Linked DNA regions of Capra hircus: region 1 is linked to region 2. A link is a contact called in public Hi-C data. All regions are on one chromosome and are shown on one strand. The core of a region is the stretch at or near the end of the contact, and the rest is flanking DNA. Distances in the headings are between cores, read along the strand shown. Region 1 overlaps DOCK1 (dedicator of cytokinesis protein 1). Region 2 overlaps DOCK1 (dedicator of cytokinesis protein 1).

Evidence for each region. Hi-C and Micro-C count contacts between places; a contact is called where the count stands out from the background.
Region 1: a contact with region 2 is called in a Hi-C map of blood, with 1.9 times the contacts expected there. The contact joins two enhancer-like sites. A contact is called at or near these places in 2 of 5 Hi-C or Micro-C datasets (both in blood).

What each region holds. Positions count from the first base shown.
Region 1 is chr26:5,630,856-5,633,873 of ARS1.2, forward strand. All of the region lies in intron 1 of DOCK1 (dedicator of cytokinesis protein 1), which reads right to left. Among named protein-coding and RNA genes, the nearest start is that of DOCK1, 37 kb to the right of the region's middle. Within about 2 kb of position 1,711, at least 2 of the 5 cell types and tissues checked have an H3K27ac peak or open chromatin away from gene starts, as enhancers often do.
Region 2 is chr26:5,490,642-5,493,761 of ARS1.2, forward strand. All of the region lies in intron 23 of DOCK1 (dedicator of cytokinesis protein 1), which reads right to left. Among named protein-coding and RNA genes, the nearest start is that of FAM196A, 110 kb to the left of the region's middle. Within about 2 kb of position 1,705, at least 1 of the 5 cell types and tissues checked has an H3K27ac peak or open chromatin away from gene starts, as enhancers often do.

The DNA of each region.
Region 1 (3,018 bases), core at 461-2,960, 140 kb after region 2:
CATACTTGCAGGGGCAGAAAGCTGGGGACTAACCGTAGCTGAATAGCTGGACTCGGGAATCACGGGTTTCTTAAGAAGTTGAGACCCTGGGGAATCTTAGTGGCTCAGCAGATAAAGAATCTGCCTGCCAATGCAGGAGATGAAAGAGACATGAGTTTGATCTCTGTTGGGAATATCCCCTGGAGAAGGGCATGGCAACCCACTCCAGCACTGTTGCTTGGAGAATCCCATGGACAGAGGAGCCTGGAGGGTTACAGTCCATGACGTCACAAAGAGACAGACATGACTGAGCGACTGACACACACAAGACTCCACGGAGATCCAGCCTCTGGTCCAGGGTGCTGGCCATCAGCTGGAATCTTCCTGCTGCATCCTGGGCACTGGAGGGCCCTCTCCTATGCTCCAGCATGCCATCCCTGATCCTGCAGCAAGGAGCAAAGTTTTAACATGTGTATATAGTTCATATATATATATATGTGTGTGTGTTAGTTTTTAGTATCATTCCAAGAGATATAAGAGACCTGGGTTCAATCCGTGGGTCAGGAGGATCCCATGGGGGAGGGCATGGCAACCCACTCCAGTATTCCTTCCTGGAGAATCCCCATGGACAGAGAGGCCTAGTGGGCTACAATCCATAGGGTGGCGAAGAGTCGAACATGACTGAAGTGACTTAGCATACTAAATCAATAGGCTTCCCAACTGAACACCTTTCACACACTCACACATACTTAATCTATACGAGATATGTAATGCTTTTTTTTTTCCTTTTTTTAGCTTTTAAGCTAGGGAAGGTTGGCAATCCTTTCATCTTTAATAAGGAGCAGTGCTACCCTAGATAAATAGACTTAGATTTCTCATCTTTTTTAAAGAGTTTTAATTACGCTAAAGAAAAGACCACAACTGCAGCAAACTGTTTTCCACTCGGATCCTGAGTGGACGCTGGCTGCTTTCATTTCTTCCTCCCTTCCAGTATTATGAGCCTCTCAGAGTCAATGCTTGCAACGTCTCTTTGGACATGTGTACTCTTCAACAGACAGCATCACCATTGAGAAACAACGGAGAGCAGGACTGCAAACGAATGTCAGCTTTGTTGCCCCGCTGGCGGCTCTTCTGCGCTTGTCACTCTTTTAAATCTAACTTTGCACATGAAAACCCAACAAAAAATGCTATGTTCTTTAAGATTTGCAAATAAAAATACCTATGTGTATAGGTACCTGACTCTGCCTCATCTCCCCCTGAAGCACAGGGGGTTTCTCCCACCTGGTGCACAAGAGTAAAGGGTCTTCCCGTGGGCAGGTGGCCCCCACCCTGGAGCCTGGCGGGATGTGCAGTGGGCAGAGGTACAGTGTCAGGGAGGCGAGGTCACAGAGCCCTGCCCCTCAAGGTACCCCACCCCTGGCCAGGCAGGCGGGGGCTGCCAGCGCTCAGGATGTGGGCAGCCCTCCCAAAGGCTGCCTCCTGCACTGGGGATCACCTTGCCAGAAAATGCCTATGAGGACCTCCAGCCAGCGACAGGCTGACGCCAGGACACAGAAGGCCAAGCCTGTGTCTCAGTGGGGGATCCGATCCTGGTGCTTTTCCTGGGAGCTTCTTCCCCCGTCCTGTCTGCTTCCCCATGGCCCTTCAAGCCTCTCCCGAGAGCCAGCCCCGCCCCCGCAGCCAGCCCCATCAATCACTTGACCAGAATCCCATCCTCAGGCTCTGCTTCTAAGGTCCCAGCTTAGAAACGGGGCTACTCTTGACAAAGACGAAAGTACAACCTCACCACAGAAAATCTAAGTCCCACAGATTCCCAAAAGGAGAGAAAGTTCAAACCATGCGCCAAGAGGAAGTGAGAGAGAGGGAGGAGAGGAGACGGGCTGTGGGGCGAGAGAACAGAGCTCGACTTTCGACACAAACACAGAGACGTTAAGCAACTGGCATGCGGTCCCACAGCTCAAAAACAGCTGTGTCAGGGAAGCACAGCCCTAATCACCTCTCCCCAGAGCCTCGCAAGAGGGTCCAGACAATCTCTGCCAACCCTGTGTGCAAATGTTAAGACAGATGATAAGACGCAGCCTAAAACTCTACATGTGTGTCGATGACCATCAGCCAAAAGCAGCTGAGGCATTTTATTTCCTCATTCCATAGATCAGGAGTCAACAGCCACAGCCCCAAGGCCGGTCTGGCCTGCTGCCTGTTTGTGCAAAATAAAGTTTTATTATCCGCGGTAATAATGGGAGAGTTGAGTATTTGCCCCGAAGCACCCAAACCCCTGCTTTGGAGAATTGATCTGGGAAGACTCCAGGCCCAGGGAGCGTCTCACCCCATCATCCTCGGGTGACGAGCAGCCTGGGAGCACCTCCTTCCTCCCGCCGCGCCCCACAGGTTCCTTCCCAGGACCGGACAGGCAACCTGCTCAGATCCACACACTGGACAAGGACAAACCCCACCCGCCCCTCGGGAAGGAGAGCAGAACCCCTCCCCTCGCCCCAAAATGTGAGCACACTCAATGCAGGATATGTTATAACAAGATTTTTCTCCATGATGTAATCTCTGCCTCCAAGGGGCACCTCCCCGTCAGTCTCAGTGTCTGTACATTCAGGTCCTTCCTACATGGACCCCGACTGGGAACCGTGCTTCCTACACAGTCATCAAGGTGTGTGCAGGGAGTGTGCACCTCAGGGAGGAGACGTCACTGGGACCCCCCCCAAGGGGAGTCACAAAACTCAAGAGACTGGGACAGACAGATCTCCGAGACGTCCACCACGATCCCACCCACCGCAGGTCACCCGCGTGATCCCCTCCCTGTTGGCATCAGCTGGACCTCGGGATGGGCTTCCAAGCCAATAAATCACAGCAGGTGATGGATGTTGTGCCTGTGATGAGGTTACTAAAGGACTCTGGCTTTTGTCTCTCTTTTGGTGTGTATGTATCTGTCTGTCTGTCTCTCTCTCTCATTCACTTTGATAAAACCAACTGCCCCGTTTGAGCCGCCCCACAGAGAGGCCCACGCGGCAAGGTCTCCAGCTAAGAGCC
Region 2 (3,120 bases), core at 455-2,954:
TTGCAACTACCGGAGAAGGCAATGGCACCCCACTCCAGTACTCTTGCCTGGAAAAGCCCATGGACGGAGGAGCCTGGTGGGCTGCAGTCCATGGGGTCGCTAAGAGTCGGACAGGACTGAGCGACTTCCCTTTCACTTTTCACTTTCATGCATTGGAGAAGGAAATGGCAACCCACTCCAGTGTTCTTGCCTGGAGAATCCCAGGGACGGCAGAGCCTGCTGGGCTGCCATCTCTAGGGTCGCACAGAGTCAGACACGACTGAAGCGACATAGCAGCAGCAGCAGCAGCAGTTGTTAACTACTGAGCCCGTGAGCTGCAACTACTGCAGTCCGAGTGCCCCAGAGCCTGTGCTCTCTAACAAGAGAAGCCACTGCAATGAGAAGCCTGCACACCGCAGTTAAAGAGAAGCCCCCATGAGCAGCAATTAGAGAAAGCCCACGCACAGCAACAGACACCCAGCACAGCCAAAAATAAAATGCAAATACATAAATAATTTGTAAAAAAAAAAAGTCTGCACAACAGACTTATCGGTGCCTTTTCCCCCAACGGTTATCCCGTCCTTCAATGCCAGCCAGGTCAAGGAATCCCAACTCCCCGCTTCGAGAGGCAACTTCTGAAAAGAACCTTAAATGGAAACAATTTCATTCCTGTTTCTGAAGTTCTGCTTCAACTACCTTGGAGTTGCTTTGAAAAACTGAAAGACATTTATTGTGACATTTAATAATAAACGTTTGCACAGCTGAGCGCTCAGGCCTGAAACTGTCTTGTCTAGTTTGTGAGGGTCCCCGGTGGGTGAGGACCCATCAGCACCACGATTTTCATCCTGAACCCCACGAAGCAGCATCTGCCTGCAGCAGGTGATAAATACCAGCTCACAAAGACCAACAGACAGCGGCAAACAAGGCAGGCCTTCGTGGTCCACCCTCGGCTGCCCAGGGCTCCCAGGGAACCACGTTAACCAGGCTCCCGAGGGCTCCGCCACCTGACGTCACAGCGACACCCACAGAGGGCAGGCCAGACCCACTGTGACCCCCAAATGCTGGTTAACAGGGCATCCTGCCGGGTGACCTGGATCCCAGGGAAGTCACGTCTCACAGTTCGTGAGGATGACAGAGGTCAGAGAAGAACATAAACCCACATCGGTCCTGGATAACACAACAAGGACGGGCAGACAGAACGACGTGAAGGCAGGGGGTGTCTCCTCCGCACCCCATCTCCAGCTCCCCATCTCTGGTGGTCCCGGGCTCCACGCCACCCTTCACTTTGCCGTGGTGACCACTTCAGCCTCTCTCTCCTCCAGCCCAGGATCCCAGCCCCTCCCGACTCAGCTCACCGCCTTCAGAGGAAATCAAAACCCTCAGGAAAAATGGGACGCGTGGCCCTGTCCACCACTCAAGCCGAAACAAGTCTGCCCAGACACCTGGCCTCTGCCCATGCCTCCAGGCGAAGGGAGGCAGCACCTGGCCCCACGGAGGGGACCCCCCCGCCCCACTGTCTGCTCAAGGGCCTCCTGTGTTTCCCGCCTTGCACTCTCCAGGGGGCCCAGTTCTCACCCCAGCGGCCCCTTCCAGTCACACGTGTGCACACCCTGAAACCACCCAGAGCCCCACGCCCCACACCTCCCTGCCCTGCACAGATGGTTCTCAAGCTGAGGGCTCAGTCCCGTCGCCCCGCAGGCTCCCTGCACCCGCCCTCAGCCGCCACCCCACCTCCATGCCGCCCAGGGCCCCGGGGATGCCAGGCCGGGCCCCAGGTGACTTCCCGTGACACTGCTGTGACCCCTCACCACCCGGGGCAGCCACCTTCCTGTGTCCCCTGCCCCTCACTTAAAGGTGGGTGTCCTAGCTGTCCTGTTCTAGAGTTTTCGCCTCTGTCCACAGACCCCCCCAGGAGGACCCCCTCCATCCAGCTTGACTCCTAGTGTCTGTCTCTGGGGTCACCTCTCTCCTGAGCATCACACACACAGATACCCAGCAGCTGCTGGGTTCAGGGCAGTCTCACAGAAGCTGAAACCCCCTGCCTCAGATGAGACCCCATCCCACGCCCTGATGTTCCAGGCTCAGGGCACTGCGTCCTGAAACCCCCAGGTCACAGCCTCCTGCTCTGTACTCCCTACAACCCACTTTGGGCCAATCACAGAGCCTGGTGGATCCTCCTGATCCCACATCCCTTGCCTTTACTGCTTTCTCCATTCTTAGAGCTCCCACCCTGGTCCAGGCTACTTCTGTCTCCCTCTGTCAGGAAGCACCCCCTCCCAAGGGAGCTCCCGCCAGCACTCTGAGCCCCTCAAGGTCACGGCTCACTCACAGCTGGAGCCACTTTCCTAAGAGGCAAGTCTAACTGACATCTGAGGGCAGTACTGCTCTGCTCCTGACAGCCCAGCAGCCTCCGAGGCTCTGGCCCCACCTCCTCCCTAGCTGTCCTGGTCGGCGGCCTCCAACTCCACCTGGTTGGCGACCCTCTCCAACCACGTGGAGCCTCTCCCAGTCTCCCCGCGTCCCGGGCCCCTCTGCTAACTCGCGGCTGTGCCCATGCTGCTCCCTCTTCCTGGGTCACTGTTCCCATCCCTCCTGTCCTTGCCCCAAACCTTGGTGACTGCTCGGTCCTTAGCTTAGCCATCGTTTTCTGCAAGGCACACAGATCCCAGGTTAGGCATCCAGAAATATTACTCAATGGGCCGCGTGTCTGTCTCCCCCAGACCAGGGCCCCACAGCTGTGGTCCACCCGAGGGCCCTGGACACAGTAGAATCCCCAGGACTCATGAACTGACAGCTGTTTAGTTGCTTAGCCGTGTCCGACTCTTTGCGACCCCATGGACTGTAGCCCCCTGGATTCTCCAGGTGAGAAAACTGGAGTGGGTTACCATTTCCTTCTCCAGGGCATCTCCCTGACCGAGAGGTAAACCCGCATCTCTTGGGTCTTCTGCTTTGGCAGGCAGATCCTTTATCGCTGAGCCACTAGGGAAGCTCCACTGACTGACAGACCTTTGCACAAAAGCACCTTCATCTTCAAGACTCTCTGCCTCTCTGCTTTCCAGGCACAGAAATGGGCCATGTCAGCTGATACACGAAATGTATCCCCTCCAGGCTGAGCAGCTGCCAGAAAAGGCAGGGTGAACC